Linked DNA regions of Zea mays: regions 2 and 3 are each linked to region 1. The links are chromatin contacts, called in public Hi-C maps. All regions are on one chromosome and are shown on one strand. The core of a region is the stretch at or near the end of the contact, and the rest is flanking DNA. Distances in the headings are between cores, read along the strand shown. Region 1 holds the start of LOC100501498. Region 2 has its middle 29 kb from the start of LOC103637126. Region 3 holds the start of LOC100501832.

The links. Hi-C and Micro-C count contacts between places; a contact is called where the count stands out from the background.
Region 2: a Hi-C map of tassel shows a contact between it and region 1, with 3 times the contacts expected there. The contact joins the enhancer-like site here to the promoter of LOC100501498 in region 1. A contact is called at or near these places in 5 of 25 Hi-C or Micro-C datasets (bundle sheath, ear, leaf and 1 more).
Region 3: a Hi-C map of bundle sheath shows a contact between it and region 1, with 4 times the contacts expected there. The contact joins the promoter of LOC100501832 here to the promoter of LOC100501498 in region 1. A contact is called at or near these places in 8 of 25 Hi-C or Micro-C datasets (bundle sheath, ear, leaf and 4 more).

The regions. Positions count from the first base shown.
Region 1 is chr8:98,554,026-98,556,668 of Zm-B73-REFERENCE-NAM-5.0, forward strand. It overlaps LOC100501498, which reads right to left and starts at 1,316. Exons shown (of 1, transcript NM_001322947.1): 1 at 1-1,316. The coding sequence starts at 1,246.
Region 2 is chr8:98,771,273-98,773,915 of Zm-B73-REFERENCE-NAM-5.0, forward strand. No RefSeq gene overlaps it. Among protein-coding and RNA genes, the nearest start is that of LOC103637126, 29 kb to the right of the region's middle. Within about 2 kb of position 1,324, at least 14 of the 20 cell types and tissues checked have an H3K27ac peak or open chromatin away from gene starts, as enhancers often do. A contact at or near this core is called in bundle sheath, ear, leaf and 1 more, where this site is marked.
Region 3 is chr8:98,362,818-98,365,460 of Zm-B73-REFERENCE-NAM-5.0, forward strand. LOC100501832 reads right to left here and starts at 1,293. Exons shown (of 2, transcript NM_001196483.1): 1 at 580-1,293; 2 at 174-498. The coding sequence starts at 1,241. The coding sequence ends at 273.

The DNA.
Region 1 (2,643 bases), core at 66-2,565:
CGGCTACGGTGGCCGTCGTCGCCACGCTCTGGATCGCGTTGCCGAAGTAGAGCGGGGAGATCGCCGGGCGCAGACGGTGCCGGCAGTTCACGGCCATGCGGAACGTCGTCGTCTTGTCGGCAGCCAGCAGCCGGCGCGCGCGCGTCACCGCCCTCCAGATGTGCGCGCACAGCGACTGAAACGACGAGATTTCACCGGAACGCCCTTCAAGTCTGGAGTCGTCGTGCGCGAGCTTGCCGTTAGCCTCGGCTTCCTGACCTGCTCTTTTCGAGCGGTTGGCCGTCGCCTTCAGCTCGCTGATTGCGGCAGCACTGAAGTGGAGGATCCGCTCGCGGAGCGGCGCGTCGGCGTCGAACGTCACGGCGGGGCTCGCGCCTCCGGGGAAGCGTAGGACGGCGGTGGAGTCGCCGAAGAAGTTGCGGCGGAAGTCGGGCTCCCGGACCGGCGCGCCGCGGCACAGCCCCGCCCACGTGTTGAAGAAGTGCCAGAAGGAGGTGCCGTCCACGACGGCGTGGTTGGCGACGAAGCCGACGAACACGGCGCCGTCGCCGAGCACGGTGAGCTGGAACGCCGTGAGCGGGCGGCCGTGGCCGCCGTAGCTCACCGTCCGGTCCATGGGGAACAGGCCGTTCGTCAAACGGGTCGGCACGTCGGCGCCGGGCACCAGGAAGTCGCCGAGCGACAGAGACGGCGCCACCGCGTGGTAGAACTCGACGGCGGCGTCGTCGCCGCCGCACCGTATCACGATGCTGTCGTCGTGGAGCGTGACGAGGCGGCCGGCGAGCGCGGGGAAGACGCCGAGCGCGCGGGAGAGCGCCGCCACGAGCGACGACACCAGCGAGGCCGCCAGCACGCCGGGAGGAGGCGGCGGGAAGAACAGCCCCTTCTGGATGTAGTGGCACGATAGCATCGGCATGTCCGACACCGAGAGCCTGAGGTCTCCACTGCCGACCGCCGCCGACGCGCCGGCGGGCCGGACCGTCTGCTTCGAGACGACAGAGATGGCCGGCGCCGGCGCGTCCTTGCAAAGCATTCTGTTCGGCGCGATGGCTGGGTACGCGGCGACGGCCGAGGCAGCCTCCACCAAGGCATCGGCGGATATCGGTGGGGCCATCATCGGATCGTGCTTATCTGGAATAATCGTAATTGAAGTGTGTGGTGATGTGTGGTGCTGCGGACCTTTATATAGGCAAGGCAAGGCATCCAGAGAGCTTGGATCCGTGCACATGCACTTGTTCATCTGCATCTCGCCTGTTCGCGTCGTATTCTTGGGCCCATTTGCATGGAGCTTCAGCTTGAGGCTACCGATGATGGAGTTGAAGCTCACTGCTCACCGGAGACCGAACCAAACACAAGTAGTGTCGAGGATCTGCACCTAGCCGAACCGGGTGTGGAACGGCTGTTGCACGCACGTGCTACACGACCGCCCCTCGTGCGGGCTGTCGCGTGGTCCACCGCGCCGCCACAAGGCGCCAGGGCTCGGGAAATATTAGTATCCCCGCGACGGTGCGGCGTTGCTGTCATGCTGTCACGGGGCTGGCCGTGGCCGTGGCCGTGCGGGACACGGGGAGAGCAAGCACGGAGCAGAAGCAGAGCACCGGACAGCCATCAGACAGCGCCACCCGCGGGGGCCAGCGCCCACGCGCGGCCGAGGTTCGCGGCAGCCGCGGCGGGTGGCAGCGCACATGGCACACGGCCCCGAGGCCCCAGGCTCCACCCGCGCGCGCGGCGTGGAAGCGGCGGAGCCACAGCTTTGCGTCGGAGACGGAGGGAGCTCGACGTCGGGTTTGGTGGCTCGTCCGCTCGTGGATGGTACGCTGTACAAGGCCACTAGGGTGCCGCACGCTGCTTGTAGTGACAGGGTGTCGGCCGGGCGCAAGTGAACGACGACGACGCACCCGCGAGGAAGCACCGTGTTTATGGGCTTACCGATCTGACACCTGCGCGCGTTGCTGTCCCATCGGGCCGTCCCTGGCTAACCTGGGCAAGTTGTAACCCAATTGTGATGAGCCCATAAACCAGGCCACAATTTTGAGGTATCCTGCGCCATGTTTTCTGGGGAAACTAGGCCTTGAGTGCCAGTGCCACCCACGGAACAAACTGTCCGAATATGAGGCCTGCTGTCATGAAGCCTAGGAAGTCAGTGTCACTACGCTTCTACGTAGCACAGCCATTGATGTTTTGCACCTCTGATGGCAATGGACCTGATTCCTGATTCTCCACAAGGAATTTATCTAGTAGGGAATAAGAATAGAAAAGTTTCTTACCTCCTGGCGAGGGTATAAACGGGAAAAAACTGTTCTCCGTAAACAGAGATGGGACGGGAAAAATTCTTCATCCTCGTTCTTCGCGTGATATATTAAATTTGTATGTGACCATGTTTTTATGTAATAGTTATTAATAAAATTAAATAATTATCTTATCAGAAGATTACTTATTGTACAGATGTGTTTATTTTAATGTACATATAATGATTTTTTATATTAAGTGATAATATTTTATATTAATAATAAATAATGTATATCATAATTATAATTTAAGAGAACAGAGATGGGAAAGAAACCTTCCCTGTAAGTGTTTGTGGGACCCCTGTGGGGAATTTTTTTTAGTCACATGGACAGAGATGGGTGGTATTCTCCGACG
Region 2 (2,643 bases), core at 74-2,573, 220 kb after region 1:
CATTTCATATTGCATGTCAGAATAATATCAAAATCTGTATTATATGTTAATAAAGTGATACAAGTTGTATATTATATTTGTATATTCGGCTTGCTCGAAGGAGAGAATGCTAGTACAGCCTTCCAATAAAAGCATGAACAATATGTGGGTACTGTTCATCTATTTATAGGCATGGGACGCGGTCCAAACAAAATTACAATTATGACCCTGATATCTATACATTGCTCTAATACAAATATCAAGGATAAACATGTCTTTTTATTGCTGTCTTGATTTCATGTATGACCTTCGTGATCATCTTAAGATGAAGCTTTAGTTCTTGCCGAAGCTTCGATGTATTTCTTGCGTGTCTGTCACAGCTTCGGCACTCAGTTCCTTTGATGTATCTTTGTCAAAATAAATTACAAACGGTTTCTTCATCCTGAGGATCTTCGGCAGAGAAACAGACCCCAACAAGTAGCCTCGACTTACAGAACCGCTAGTGAAAACACATTTTCGCTGAAGGTTAACTTAAAAAAAACCACCAGCGAAAACCATGCATATTCACAGACAAACTGTCGGTAAAAATGTGTTTTTCACTGACGGTTTTATTAAGAGAACCACCTGTGAAAATGCACGGTTTCACTGGCGGTTTTTTAAGTTAACCGTCAATAAAAATCTATTTTCACATGCGGTTCATTAATCAAACCGCCATGGGTGACATTTCTGGTATAAATACCCTTTCTTCTCCTCCAAGAACTTAAAAACCTGTCAGTGGAAAGATTTATTTCCATTGGCCACTAGCGCTTACGGTTCTGGAAAACACTAGCAAAAATAGGTTGTGAACTGCCTCTATAGAGCTTCTTTGTACTAGTGATAGATTCTAGGTAGAATTTGAACATCGAAACCTTCACCGACTTGCAATCCTCACAACGTTTCGTGACCCTTATCGGTGTGAGAAGAGGGCTTTTTGGATGGTCTTTCTTCCATATACCATCGTCAGAAGGATGTCCCTGCACATCACGGCTTCCTAAACAAAAATCAAATTGGACGGGAAACAACTTTCACTTCACCACCGGTTCGTCTCTTATAAACGAAGCTGCAAGATTAGGGTTGAAAACGGGACAGGTACCTGGATCGGATACTAGATACAGGTAGTGAAATAACACGAATTTTCAGATATGGATACAGTTATTTTTGTTACCAGAATGGATACGGTTACTACTCGCATAATAACCATTTGGATACAGGTAGGATATAAAATCATAGTACCCAGTAACTATCCGTATATCTCATATCGGATATGGGTATCCGACGGTCGGGTACCCGGGCCAGCGTCTGCACTTCGTCTTCTGCCTTGGCGCATTGCGCTATCGGCCTGCTGGCCCAATGACGGATGGCCCATTACGTACGTGTGTTCGCACTTCAAACAAACAAATGACACGAGAGATTTGCAAATTGTTTTTTTTTGTTACACTAGAGGGCATGGAAACATGAGACAAAAGGTATTTAAAAATTGGAGAAACCTTAACATGGGCTATGAAATTAATCGGCCGAGAATACTCCCGCTAGCCAAATTGACGTAAAAAGGTACCCCTATAATTCGCGTGGTGAACAACGTATTGTATATTTCTTCTCGAATTGATTGCTTTACCGTATGGGGGCACAATATATCCATTAGTTGTTTCATTTGGTGATGTGAAAGTATTGAACATTTAAATGCCAACTATCTATTATCTGTTATATATTTGTGGACTTGCGTATTATATCTAAAAGAAATATGCTGCTGATTTTTTTTAAAAAAAAACTGTATTAGTGGTTGTATAATATCCTTGTGATTAGTAACTTCGAACTACATTATGTCAATTTTATCTGTTTATTTTTCTATATTTGAGCTATCATGTACATGATTATGTATTTTTTTATTTGATTTGTTTGTTGAACAGTACTACTACGTGCAGTTGCGTCAACTCTTACACTGTCAATAATTGCAGTCCCCTTCGTTTTCGTTTTTTTCTGATCGTCAAATCAGTCCTCGCTGATAGATGAGGACATATCCTTTGCAATCAATCATTTTGGTGCAAGCGTGCAATCAAACTATCCAGAGCATCCAATCTAGATCCAACGGTTTCATATGGAAGGGTTAAAAGTAAAATAGGTACTATGTTTTAGGTGGAAGGGGTTAAATATAAAATAACAGTCATCATTAGATCTAGATTAGATGCATCAAACCGCTTGATTGCACGCTTGCACCAATATATATGATTGCACAGGATATTTTCCCCTGATAGATAGATATGCTTATCTTTGAAAGAACCCCGGTAGAGGGCGAACCATCAGCACGCCAGTATTGGCCAGACTTGCTGCGCCTCCTGAATGCCCATGACGACGACGCAATTGTTTTTACTCCCCCGGTGTTCCCCATTCATCAGTCTATCGTGGCATGCTGGCCTCGTCCCTCGTCGTCGTCGTCGCGCCGGCCGCCATGGGCGCATGTGCTGCGTAGTGCGTCCCCAGTTTCAACTTTGCGCAGAGAACAAAAACAATCGGATGGTCCCTCTTCCGTTCCTCCTTTTGCAGAAACAATCAGCTAGCGTATGTTTGCTTGGGAAGGGGTGTTAATTGCGCCCCCGCCCTGCTAGATTAATTCCAAGGCACGCAGGC
Region 3 (2,643 bases), core at 43-2,542, 190 kb before region 1:
CCATGTCTGTCCTCCTGGATCACAGCTCACTCCACTGCCCACGGCACGCACGCACGCACTCTTCTAATCAGACTAAAAAGTAAAGGGCCGATATCACGTGTCAGCTCCACTCCACCGCCCGGGCCAAGGTGTGACGCCGTGGTCTAGGCGTCTCGCGGCGCGGGCGCGGCCGCCCCCGTGCATGCTGCAAGAACTTTACTTCCTGAATCCATTTTTTTTCTTCTTTTGACCGGCCCGGATCGTGTTGATCCTCGGCGGCGCCGGCGCGCGCGTCAATCGAGTGGGTAGCATGTGTCGTCACCTCCGGTGTTCCAGAGGAAGTGCGCGTAGGCCGCGGCGTGGTGGGCGTTCCCGGGGTCGGCCGCGATGGCCTCCTGGTAGGTCTCCTCCGCGCCGGCGAGGTCGTTCCGCGCCTTCCACAGAAAGGTAGCGTACCAGCTCAGCGCCTCCGAGTCCGCCGGCTCCGCGCGCACGGCCCTCTCGAAGTAGTGCTCCGCCCTGCGAAGAGACGTGTGAGCTATTTGATGAACAACTGCGGGTGCGTCGTCAGTTCGTCGAACGGGCTTGGGGGGAACGGACCGGTCGTGGTCGTTCTGCACGAGGTAGAGGAACTGCGCGAAGTTGGCGAGGATGAGCGAATTGTTGGGCGCAGCGGCGACGGCCTGCTCGTATCTCTGCTGCGTCAGCGTGTGCTCGGCGTGGTCCTCGGTCTCCAGCTCAGTCTCCACCGGCGCGACGAGGCCTCTCAGCACGTCCGAGTCGCTCAGCTCCTCGGCGCGCGCGCTGGCCTGCATCTTGGAGGCCTCCGCGAGCATCATTTCCCAGATGGCCTCCTCCGCCGCGTTCGCAGCGTATTGGGCGGCGGTCTCAGCCCCGGGGGGTGCCGAGGGCTGCTGCGGCGTCACACGGCTTGGTCGATATAAGGACGACTCGTCCGACCGGCCATCGCCGGTGGCGCCCGAGACAGGCGGCGTCTTGCCGCCCCCACCGTCGTTCCCGCTGACCGAGGCCGTCCTGCCGACAGAGAACGCCTTCACCGAAGCCGCGTCGAACCGGGACCGGGACCGGGACGGCTCCGCGCGCTCGGCAGGCGGAGTTGGGGGGATGGTGGCGGCTGCAGCGGCGACGCTGTGGCCCATCGACTGGACGGTGAAGTTGGCGAGGAGGAGCATGAGGGAGAGCATGAGCGCCGGCGTGCCCGCGAAGATATGCTGGAAGAGCCAGACGAAGGAGGCGTGCATCTCGCCCTGCACGCGCGCCAGGACGCCCTGCAGGTCGTCGCAGACCACCGCGTCGCGTATCTGCTGCAGCGCGAAGCTCTGCAGCTCCCGCACAATGAGCACCATCGAGGAGAAGGCGCGGCCCACCGACTCCCCGGCGGCGGAGACCAGCAGCCCCTCGTCCCAGCGCGGATGCCGCGCCGCCGCCACCAGCTGTTGCTGCCTTTTCCGCTTCATCATTCGCAGCGACAGCGGCAGCCCGACGTTGCTCGCGCTCCGCTCCACGCTCGCGGGCCAGCCGCAGCCCACCGCGCCCGCCGGCTGCAACTGCAACCCAGCCGCCGCCGCGAGCTCCTCGATCCTCTTCATAAACTCCGCGTCCCCGCCACCCATACCATCCAAACTCGCGCTCAGCGCGCACCTCGCTGGCGTCCGAGCTGGAGGCGGCGGCCGCACCATCACACCGGTTCCCCAGTATACGGGTGACCGGGATCTCGCGAGCCCGGCGCACCCGCGGCCACCTCCTCCAAGGAAGGCGGGCAACGGCCGAGAGGAGGTCGAGGGCGACGTTGAGGCGGAGGAGGAGCGCGCGCACGGCGACGGTGCCACCGCGGCCACCTGGAAGCCCATGATCTTGTTCGGCCGCGGCGGGTGTCCAACGAGAGACCTCGAGCGCCCCCCGGCTGGCCTTTGATTGGGCCACCACCGCCGCACTGGGGAGGTGTGGAAATAGCAGTGCGCGCACAACCGCAGCCCGCAGGAGGCCGGACAAATGCGAGGAAAACAAAGGAAGGCGTTGGGGCACTTTTAATAAGGGTCCGTAGGTGCTAGGGACGTACTGTGAGGGTTCCACTTTATGCTTCATCATTTTTTTTTGTGTATGTTTGATTTGTTGCAAAAAAAAACATATTTCTTCGCATATTATTGTGCTGCTATATTGCTTATTCCTTTTCTTGTAAATAAATCAGGTGGAAGGGAAAGCTGGTGATGCGGACGCGACAGGCGATGAGAACGCAAATGGACGGCTGCGCGAGGGCAAAAGATGGGCGCGACGGGGCACGGACTGTGTACGGCCCGGACAAGTGAGGCACGCGTTGAGGGGCCCTGCGCTTTCCCGAGGTATCGGACGGTGGGGTGGAGTTGGGGGGGGCGGGTGCCGGCGAATATGCCGGATGGGACCTGGACGCTTCCCCTCGCCCGTCCACGCGCCGCACATGTGGAATTTTGCGTGCGCACGGGTCGGTGAATTGCTGCTAGCTGGGTGGTTGCGGCGCAGGGATGGGGGCGGCCGTGTCGTCCGCGTGCCGCGTGCGGGAATTGGCCAATTGGGGGCGGGGGTCGTAGAAGCTGTAGCTGGAGGTACAGCCGGGCATCGTCAGGGGTTTTTTTTGAGAGGAGGGAGGAATCTCTACTGAAAATTTTA